Regions from separate parts of the Arabidopsis thaliana genome. Here region 1 is linked to region 2. The links are chromatin contacts, called in public targeted proximity ligation maps. All regions are on one chromosome and are shown on one strand. The core of a region is the stretch at or near the end of the contact, and the rest is flanking DNA. Distances in the headings are between cores, read along the strand shown.

What was found.
Region 1: a contact with region 2 is called in a targeted proximity ligation map of shoot, with 13 read pairs. A contact is called at or near these places in 3 of 26 Hi-C or Micro-C datasets (root, rosette leaf and vegetative nucleus), 1 of 2 datasets of targeted methods (shoot) and 1 of 3 other capture datasets (root).

What each region holds. Positions count from the first base shown.
Region 1 is chr1:26,877,166-26,882,480 of TAIR10.1, forward strand. RAD52-1 (cobalt ion binding protein) reads right to left here and starts at 2,859. Exons shown (of 5, transcript NM_105800.2): 1 at 2,426-2,859; 2 at 2,304-2,341; 3 at 2,125-2,219; 4 at 1,549-1,695; 5 at 580-1,080. The coding sequence starts at 2,679. The coding sequence ends at 1,552. AT1G09233 (a long non-coding RNA gene) reads left to right here and starts at 1,743. Exons shown (of 1, transcript NR_139586.1): 1 at 1,743-2,009. AT1G71300 (Vps52 / Sac2 family) reads left to right here. Exons shown (of 19, transcript NM_001334495.1): 15 at 1-89; 16 at 183-317; 17 at 489-563; 18 at 714-771; 19 at 850-1,154. The coding sequence ends at 1,154.
Region 2 is chr1:26,838,534-26,844,521 of TAIR10.1, forward strand. EBS1 (EMS-MUTAGENIZED BRI1 SUPPRESSOR 1) reads left to right here and starts at 3,017. Exons shown (of 37, transcript NM_001334490.1): 1 at 3,017-3,282; 2 at 3,366-3,716; 3 at 3,808-3,961; 4 at 4,211-4,382; 5 at 4,523-4,596; 6 at 4,838-4,934; 7 at 5,007-5,119; 8 at 5,206-5,321; 9 at 5,609-5,666; 10 at 5,910-5,988. The coding sequence starts at 3,017. AT1G71210 (Pentatricopeptide repeat (PPR) superfamily protein) reads right to left here and starts at 2,974. Exons shown (of 1, transcript NM_105790.3): 1 at 1-2,974. The coding sequence starts at 2,956. The coding sequence ends at 317.

The DNA of each region.
Region 1 (5,315 bases), core at 1,609-4,108, 38 kb after region 2:
ATGATGTGCATCCTCACTATATCATGAGACGTTATGCTGAATTCACGGCTTCGTTTATTCACCTGAATGTTGAATATGGAGATGGGCAGGTTCGTTATAAGTATTCTCTCTGTCCCTAACGATATGTGTTATTTGGAGCTTCTCACCCAAAGCTCTTGACATTTGTCTATGAAACTTTGCAGCTTGATATAAATTTGGAGCGTTTAAGAATGGCAGTAGACAGCTTGATTCTTAAGCTTGCAAAGTTGTTCCCAAGGCCAAAGCAACAGATGGTGTTTCTCATTAACAACTATGATATGACCATTGCTGTGCTGAAGGTGAGTAGAAGAACCCTTGGCTCTCTCATGTTTAAGTGCACCCATGTAGACCACTAAGAAGTCAGCCTATGCGAATTATCTACAAATCTTAACTCATATCTATTGTTTCTTGGGTTTCTTTCCTTACCAGAAATATATTAATCTGTTTTGATCAATCTTCATCTATTCTAGGAAGCTGAACCAGAGGGTGGGAAAATTCAAATGCATTTTGAGGAATTACTAAAGAGCAACACTTCCTTATTTGCGGTAAGGGACAATGTTTCAGTTTGATTGCCTTTATAATTTGCTGATTTCTGTTTGATCAAGTATACAAGCTACAAAGAGCATAAAAAGATAGTAAGATTTGGTGTATTATGTTTCCATTATTGTTTTGTTTAATTTCTTGTAATTTCGCAGGAAGAATTGCTGGTGGAGCATTTCAGTGATATGATCAAATTTGTTAAAAGCCGAGCCAGTAAGCACCTTCTTTCTTTCTTGTCTTCGCGCACTCATTGTTTGTTAAGTCGAATAACCACCGAATTGTACTTAGCAGATGAGGATTCAAGTCCAAATTTAGAGAGGTCCATCACAGTTGCTGAAGTAGAGCCGCTGGTGAAGGACTTTGGAAGCAGATGGAAGACAGCGATAGAATTGATGCACAAAGATATCATAACTTGCTTTAGTAACTTCTTGTGTGGTATGGATATTTTGATAGCTGGAATGACACAACTTTTGCTTTATTACACAAGACTCGAAGACTGTATCAAGAAGATAGATGGTGGATCTGCTCTCAACAGGGATATTGTCAACTATCAATCAATCATGTTCGAGATCAAGAAATACAAAAAGACTTTCTGAAAGATAACATATTGGCTCCTTATGTATAATTCTTATGTCTTTTGCTACTATTATCCTTATTTAGTCTAGGTATTTTCTCAGCCTGTGTGTCTTGGATAATTTCATGGGAATTTCTACAAGGAGTGAACAGAGAGTGCAGATGCGAATTGCCACAAACAGATAACTTTTACTGGTTAAAGTTGCAACCTCAAGTTAAGTTACAGAAATGCAACAAAGAGTCCTCTGAAGGTCATTTCATTAACCGATTTCAAATCATAAAGCGATCAATATCAGCTGATACATATCTAAGATACCAAAAACTTAAGCTTCCCTGAGTTTTACCTTCAAAGACTACTACTACTAGGCAGTGGGAACACCAAAATAATATACTTTCCCATGGTTAAAGAAAGATTACCCTTTACAAAGCATCCTCGTGATAAAGATGAAGCCCTAATCCAAATCTTGCACACGCACGGCGAAATGCCATTGCTTCCGCCTTTTGCACAGCATCACCATAGCCTTTGTCATCTACAGATGTGGTACCTGTTGATTCCCTAAATATCTTGACAACACCAAAAAAATGATTATTAGCAAATGATTTCAGCGTACAAGTTACAAGCAAAACAATGAAAACATAATATGCTCAAGAAAGTATGCAAGGAAGCAAACCACTAGCATATTTACTAACGAAAACAGGTCAAACCTCCCTATTCACAAGTGATATCATCTCTAAGGTTTGTAAGTACTGATAACAGAATCTATAACCCAGAGTTGGTGTTTCTCCAGAGTTGATAAACATACACTCTCTAAGCTGTATTCCTTGACGGGTTTCATCATACAATTCAAAATGGACACAACCCAAAAGAAAACAACTAGGTTTCTATATTTGCAGCTTCTGAGGCAAGAAGGCAAAGAACTCTACCAGGAGACGACTTGAGCTAAAGGCTAACCAAATCAAACCATAACACTGAAACAAGAGGAAGGGAAAGACCTCAGCATCAGTGCCGTAGAGAGTCACACGATAAGCCACAGTAACAGTGTTGCCATCAGGAGAGTAAGTGACACTTCGAACTTCTCCTGACCATTCTGAAAACAGAGAATAATACACCAAAATGTCAAAACCAAAACCCAACAACGAACCCCAGAAGAACAAGAGAGGGTTTAGCAAACCTGGAGCATGCATATTCATGATCCGATTCACAATGTGCCTGAGAATCAACACAAGAAAAGAGTATAAGTATTGACCCAAAAACCCCAATTAAAGAACCCTAAACCCTGAGGAAAGAGATTACCAAGGGATGTATTTGATGGAGCACCCATCTTCAACTCGAGTTCGGATGACTGAATCTGGAACCTTTTTGTTAAGCTCCTTGAGAATCTCAGCGAGTGGTCTACTGATTCCTGAAGTTGGAACATCGTTCTCTGTTTCAGTAGAGAATCGACGAACACCTTTCCCCATCTCCGACGACCATTCTCTCGATACAGCACCTGATCCGCTCCTCAACGTCCATTTTGCCGCCTTTAGCCGTAACCCTAACCCCGCCATTTCTGTCGCCGGACAAAATTCTCAAAGGTCGCGTTTTTATGTAAGCGTGTAGGGTTTAGTTGTCGTCTGATAGGCACGAAATGGGCTTATCAAAGAACTAACAGAATTATGATGAGAAGTAGAAGAAAGAGGTGAGAAATCAGAAGAAGATGATTGTTGATTTTGATTGATCTTTTTGATACTCGTTTACAGAGAAGAAGAAAAGCTTAAGTACACGACAATAAAGAGGAAATGGGCTTTAAACACTAAACCCAAATAGAAGCCCACGAAGGCCCATCCAGGGTCACTAATCTTCACTTCGGTTTGTATCATCGTCCCGCTTCCTTTAATTAGACTTTTTATTTATTTAATCTTCACTACGGATTTATGTATTACTATTTACTAATTGTTTTATATAATGTATGTTCATATAAAGTAAAGTTGAATGCATCTGTTTTTTTAAACATAAATATGATTTGTAATTGTTTTCAAAAAGTCCAACTATATTAGTTCATCTGAAAACGAAAGTGCTTGAATTGTTTTTTATTGTTGTTCTAGATTCTCCGTTGTTTTTTTAATTTATATATCCTTGTTCTTTTAGTTATATATTTAGTTTGTGAGACGGTGAAATTTTAGAAAATTTAATTCTTACATTAAAAATATAACATGTCTTTATTAACCATGTCTCTGCATATCCAATATAATCATATTCAACTTGATGTTCTTGAAAAATTTAGTTAAATTCTTGTCATAATTTGTATTAGTTATAAGGATAGCTCCTTAAACATCTTTCAAATTACTTGTTTTCTTAGCATAAATCTCAAAAAGCTTAGATATATTTAATTTGCATATTCATTTAGTTTCTTTCATAATAATCGTCTAATTTTTAGGCAAGGAATCTATATATACATTTTTGCAGCCATTTTGTGAAATAAATCCTGTAGTTGGACTTATTTACAATAGTTGCCACTGGATTTTAATGTTTGTTTTTGATAATTAAAAAGAAAATCTTCGAATTAAATATTTGACATTTAACAATCTTCCCAAAATCTCTCCACATTAACTACACGATTATTTACTAAAATATTACTTCCAACATATTTAATATCATTTAATTACTACAAAATTATCATTTTTGATATTGCTTCTCTCCATAACTATAACAATTCGATTATAATCATCAAAGCGCAGAGATATAATCTGATAGCATTTAATTACTACAAAATTACAAAATATTTAGACAATGATTCATAAACATATCATAAATAAGATCAACATTAATAAAATAAATGGTTTTTTTTTTAGAGGACGGGTTTGGCAGGACGTTACTTAATAACATTTGTAAACTATAAAATAAAATTATTTTATAGATAGATACAATTTATAAACTTTTATATATACTAAATTTAAAAAATAAATTGTTCCCTCGGTATACCGCGGGTTAAAATTTAGTATGTGTAACATGTTTGGATCTCAAAATTAAAGAGAATATATTGAATTAAAAAATGTAGAAAGAGTGATGGTTCAAGTTCTGATTAATTATATCCTCCTATTTTAGTTATTATGTTGAATTAATTACTAATTATGTATTATTTATTTTATGAAGTCTAGGTGCCAAGCTCTCATGTGCTGATGTGTCAAATTGTGGGAGAGAGTTGACCAACTTTCATATATATGATTAGGTTAATTAGATAAGACCTAAAACGACGACGTTTGCTGCTCTCTCTGTAATCTCAAGATTCTGATTAGGGAAGGATTTCAAAACGGTACGTAGTCGGTTTAGTTAGGGAGCGGTAAATTGGTCAGACCGGACCAATGGTTTTATTACATTGATTTGGTTAAATGTAAATTTAATTCCTAGGTTCTTTCAAAACGCTGCGTATTGATGTCACCCTTCTCTCCTGAAGCCTCTCCATCTCCTCTCTATCCCTCGGTCTGCAGAAGAAAAAAAGCTCGGCAATTTCACATTATCAATATGTTATTAGATCAATGTTACAATCATTTTACAGTATTCAAATTGTAAGATTTATTGTAAGATTTTCATTTCTATATTTTAAATTATTGTAAGATTATATTATATATATTTATAGCCTATTATACATATTTATTATTTCTAATTCATAATTGTAAACTAAATTATTAGTGTTAAATCTTTTTTAGAGTGTTAAGACTTTAGAGTGTTGCATTGTTGAAGGTGATTAATTGTTAAAGAATGGATGATACATGCATCGTTATATACCACGGTCTATTGCACATCGGACATGTTCTAATCTAGTTAATTAGGATTAAAAAAGTAGATACCAAACCTTTTTCAAGAATTTGTAGATGAAATTTTAAAATCTATCAAAGAATTAATTCTAAGGGATTAATTGCTAAAGAAAATTAAATGAAAGCATATTTAATCATAAATTGTCTTAATTTATTTTCATTATTTTTAGGAATAATATAAACATATATTAATCAACATTTATTATTTATAGCATAAACAAATACATGTTTATTTATTTGCTCTTTATTATTCTAATATAAATTAATAGTGTTATATATTTTTCGCCACAGTTAATGTTAAATCTAAAGTTAAAAATCCAACATTAGATCATTATTTTCTTTATATATAGAGATACACAAATCTACTCCAAGAATCATCATCGTAGGAA
Region 2 (5,988 bases), core at 1,767-4,266:
CTAGGAAAGACTACAAACAATTGTGTACATAATGGATACTACCCAATTCTGTAAGTGTCTTTAGTGACACATCGATCTTTACTTAAAAAAAAACAAAAAGCTTCTGGGAAAATACCATCGATCTTTTGCAATCCAGAGATAAAAAAGCTCCTGCAAGTTACAACGTCCAGGACATATAAAGCCTCAAGAAGAAGAATCTGGCTTTTCTCATTCATCTGTTGTCCATGATCCAAATCCCAAAACAGATACTGAATCCAAATCAACTCCCTTGTTCTCTCTATTCAACAATTCTGACCTCTCTGTGACATACTTTTCATCATTCAAGTTGCCTCTGTCTACTATTCCAACCATTCCTCCCTAAGTTTGACCTTGAATTCCGTTCCTCTAGTATGCGGTTAGCCCGTTCAAGGATCATGTCAGTCCGTTCATTAGGCACATATCCTCTCCGAGCTATTCTTTCAACCATCTCATATGCATCTTCCGCCTGGTTCATTACAATCATTCTCAACAGCATATTGTACGTGTACATATCAAGAGGATAGCATTTCTCTATAACTTCATCTAACCGCTTCAGTTCTACTTCCATATCTATTCGTCCTGAGAATAATCCTATCAACTCACCAAGTGACTTCATCTCAGGGATCTTATCTTCTATATTTCTCATCCGTGTCCATGCTTCATACACCCCTTTGCTCTTCATTGCGTTATGCAAAAGGACATTACCTATGAAAGCTGTAATACGACGCCCACTTTTCCTAAATTCATTGACTAATCCAACTGCCTCATCATACTTTTCTTCGTTGCACAATTTTTGTATGTTTACTTCGTAACATTCGATACTAGGCTGTAGTCCTTCTCCCTTCATTTCTTCCAAGAAATGCATAGCATCATCCAATTTATTTGCTTTACAGAGACCAACAATCATAACTTGGTACAGTCTTTTTTTGGTCTTACCTTGTTCACGCAGGTCATGGAAAAAGTGAAGAGCATCGGCGATTTTCTCATTTTTTAGATAACTCTGAAGCATGAGAATGTTTGAAGCTACTGTGGGCGTGATACCATCTCTATCCATCATATCATACACTAGTCTTGCAAGTTTTGGTTTTCCTGCAAACCCAGCTCCTTCAATGAATAAGTTGTAGGCCTGAACCTTGTGTTCCCAAAGAGACAACTGAAACTTTAGCAAAGTAGTAAAGAAGTTTTTTTCACCACTTTCCATCTCACAAACACATTGAATAACATTTCGATAGAGACTACGGGTCGGGGTGTAGCCCTTTTCCTGCATCCTGATGATAAGTTTAGCAGCTATGTCTCCCCTCATTAGTGTGATTGAGCCATATATCAAACTGGTGAACATTTTAAAGGAGGTGTCTACACCACTTTTATTGAATAGCTCATTAATCATAAGAGCGTCCTCCACTTTCCCAACATCGCAAAGAGCTGATATAATCTTGCAACCAGCTATACGTTTAGGCAATAAGTCCCGTTCAGCGGCAGCAATAACCAGCTCCCTTGCCATGTCAGGCTTCCCCTTCCAGCACAAGGCATTGGTTAGTGTACTAAATGTCTTTCCACCAAGAAAATGCCCTCGGTCAATTGCCCCTTTCAAGACATCATAAGCTTGTTCAACACTTTCATTGGCACAAAGGGTATGAATCAGATAGTTGTAAGACATGGCGGTAGGAGCAAACCCAATTTCTGACCTCGACCGGTATAACTCGAGGGCTTCATCTACAAATCCAGCTTTGCAAAAGAAGCATAAAGCAGCATTCATCGTTTTCTTATTCGGCGAAACTCCACGTACCATCATCTCCGTAAGAATATCATACACACCATCAAGATTGTTCTCCTTCAAAAGTTGAAAGACCATAGAGTTATACCTGAAAACTTCGAGTTCACAACCTTCCAAAGGACTAATCTTCTGCAAGAAATCCGCAGGGTTATTCAAGAATCCAGCTTTAATAAGCGCCCTAATCCAAATGTTATAAGCACGGTCCATATTCACTGTTCCCACCAGTTTGATCTCGTCTAACAACTTAGTAGCTTCCTGAAACTTTCGTTTGGAACATAGAGCATCAACCAATATACCTAAGCCAGAACCACATCCAGCAGGATCATTAGGCAGCAAGGCTCGAAGATAATCTTCAGCCTCATCAAGCTTCCCTTGCTTGCAAAACTTCTTCACCAAAATCGAATGCGTAACAGCACATACGAAGCCACGCACGGAGATCTGGTCGAAGATGACATCAAAACTATCAAAACACTTCTCCTCAACAAGTGCATTCAAAAGCACATGATACCCAAAAGAATCCAAATCCAAACCTCGAAATCTCATATTACCAAAATGCTGAAGAGCTATATCAGTACGACCAGCTACAGCATAACCAACAACAAGAGCATCACAGAGACGAAGAGAATGACGGCAACTTTCAAAACCAACACTTCGATCCAAAAAGTCAATCATAAGAGTCACAAGCTTCGCACCACGAAGGATCTTGAAGATAGCATGAAAAGTAGCACGCGTGTGATGAAACCCAGGCTGACGAGCAGCCCAATCGAAGAATTTGAGACAACAGAGGATATCGTAACGAGTGTGTGAAAGCACGTCGAGGACGAATTTCTCAGTGAGACGAAGTCGGAGATTGGAGAGGTGGAGATAAAAAGCTCTATCGTCTCCATCGTTAGAAGGAGCTCGAAGGATGTCAAAGATTCGATCGATTAATTGGTGGCTCTGTTTCACATCTCGATGCTTAAACCAGTCTTTCCATTCACGGACGAGGAAATCTCCGGGAGCGATTGAAGAAGAAGGTTTCGTGAAGGTAGAGAACGGAATAGCGTCGCCGTTGTTACCGGAAGTAAAGTTTCTGAACGACGACGCAGAGAGCGATAGTATCCTCCGCCTGAGGAGCATTCCTTCGCATGATCTCTCGACGGTGACTGACCAACACCGAAGCATCCAAAAACTCGAAAAACCCTAGCATTTTTCAACCAATCAGTGGCGCCCACGTCATACTCGATGTCGTGGCTTTTGTACGTTATTTACGAAAATGTCCTTTTAGTGTTAGTAAGGATATTTCGATTCCCGGCTCGTTCGTTACTGGTTTTTTTCTTCTTCTCCGTCGCGGAAAAGATGGGGACCACCACCAATCTGAGATCTTGGCTGTATCTCATTCTTCTCTTCATCGTCGTCGTCGGCGTCAACGCTCAGAATCGGAGACCTAAGAATGTTCAGGTGGCTGTTAAGGCTAAGTGGCAGGGTACTCCTCTTCTCCTTGAGGCTGGGTAATGCTTCTTCTTACTTTTTTGTCGAGCACCATTGTTACTGATCTTAAGCTGAATCTGAGTGATTTTTGTTGTTGTGATAGTGAGTTGATTTCCAAAGAATCGAAGCAGTTGTTCTGGGAGTTTACTGATGCTTGGCTTGGTTCCGATGGAGATGATTCCGATTGTAAATCAGCTAGAGATTGTCTTCTTAAGATATCTAAACAGGCTTCGACTCTGTTAGCTCAACCAGTGGCTTCTCTCTTCCATTTCTCACTTACTCTGAGATCTGCTTCGCCTAGGCTTGTGCTTTACCGTCAATTGGCTGATGAGTCTCTATCTTCTTTCCCTCATGGTGATGATCCCTCTGCGACTGGCTGCTGTTGGGTTGATACTGGCTCCTCTCTGTTTTACGATGTTGCAGATCTTCAATCCTGGCTTGCCTCTGCTCCTGCGTATGCACTGACACTGTCTCTTCTTTTTGTTTTGTTTTGGTTAAGATCACAATTTGTTTTTATTTCTAAGATGCATTTCGTTGGATGTCAGTGTTGGAGATGCTGTTCAGGGGCCTGAGCTATTCGACTTCGATCATGTTCATTTTGATTCAAGAGCTGGAAGCCCAGTTGCTGTTCTCTATGGGGCTGTTGGGACTGATTGCTTTAGGAAGTTTCACCTGTCGCTTGCTAAAGCAGCCAAGGAGGTATCTCTTTTTACCTGAGAAATTTGTCCTTCATTGTTGAAAAAACGTATTTTGCTATTAGGGTAGAAATGGAAGGCTTTACCTCGAGCACGAAGCATGAGTTTGAGAAATCCTCTTGTATGGGGCTCAATTGTTTTTCTTTCACTGTCTTGATAAAGCAAGTGCATGTTCTATTGTCCAGGATTTCCATTTCTTAGTGTCTTTCTGCTTTTGTTGTGTGCATTCTAATGAAGCCTTGGTTTCCTCCAGGGAAAAGTTACATATGTTGTTAGACCAGTATTACCTTTGGGTTGTGAAGGGAAAACTAGACCCTGCGGTGCCATTGGAGCAAGGGATAATGTTAGCTTAGCTGGTTATGGTGTGGAGCTTGCTTTGAAGAACATGGAGTACAAGGCTATGGATGATAGTGCTATAAAGAAAGGTTAGAGTTAAGCATTCATTTATTCATTTTGCCACCCAAATATTGAAAGTTGAATATTTTTTTATTGGTTTTTATTCCTTATCTTCATTCTGTTAGCTATGAATTTGCTACTCTTTAATTGTTTCTGCTATGAGTTTCAGGTATCACTCTTGAAGATCCTAGGACTGAAGATCTTAGTCAAGATGTTAGGGGCTTTATATTCTCAAAAATCTTGGTATGTTTAACTCGAAACATAACCAGTATATAATATATAAATATATATAGAACCATTTCTTTCAAAAAAAAAATCACTTCATTTGATCTGCAAGAATGCATGAATGCTCGCAAAATGAAAATGTGTTTGTTAGTGGATGTGAGATGGACGAAGATAAGAGAGGAATGACAGAGAATTTTTTTGTAGCAGCTTTTTCATTTTCTTTAGAGTGATCGTTAAGGTCAATGCTCCTCTTTTGCAGGACAGGAAACCCGAGCTAAGATCAGAAGTCATGGCTTTTAGGGATTATCTCCTATCATCAACAGTATCAGACACGCTTGATGTTTGGGAGCTGAAAGGTACTACTGCATGTTTCGCGTGGTTTAATAGAAATTGGTATAGTGTTTCCTAATTTACCTTTGTTCCAACAGATTTAGGACACCAAACAGCGCAGAGAATAGTCCATGCCTCTGATCCTCTGCAGTCTATGCAAGAAATTAATCAAAACTTTCCTAGTGTAGTTTCTTCATTATCTCGCATGAAGGTATGTCATTGTTTTTTTGATGTTGTGTTTACCTGCTGGTTGAATTGTTTCCTTGTGGTTTTAGATGTGTCTGGTTTATCGTGCAGCTCAATGAATCAATCAAAGACGAGATACTTTCAAACCAGAGAATGGTTCCCCCTGGCAAGGCTTTGTTGGCTCTGAATGGTGCCCTGTTGAACATCGAAGATATTGATCTATACATGTAATACCTTTTTGCACATTGTGTTACTTTACCTTGGTCTAGACATATCTTACTGCAATCCAGGGTGAAATTTTGATATTTTTTTCTTCGTTTGGTACTTTTCCCCAAGCCCATTTTAGTTTGAGCATGGCCAGACCTAGTTTCCCATCTTTCTATTCACTTACATTTGATATCAGTTTGCGTGGTATTGCTTTTTATTTATATTATTTTACTCCTTTCCAAAGCTAACATGCCTAAATTGTTGGTTACAGTCCGTTTGCATGATCATCTGATCCTTCTGTTTGCAGGTTGATGGATTTGGCTCATCAGGAATTGTCCCTGGCCAACCATTTTTCGAAGCTTAAGGTACACTTATAATAATGGTCCTAAATTTTATAATTTAGTGTTTCTTTTTTTTTCTGTTTTGCTGGAGATCTTGGACATACATCCTATTTCTTGTGAAATAAAAAGTAAAGTTGTAGTTTATATAACATGGAGGAAAAACTGGAACTATACAAATTGATGATTTTTTTTTCCTGTCTATTCAGGAAACTAACTGTGATTAGTCTTGACCATATGGATGTGCTAACATGTTTATGCAACTATCAGATACCTGATGGAGCCATAAGGAAACTTCTACTAACTACCCCTCTCCCTGAACCGGATTCATATCGGGTTGATTTCCGAT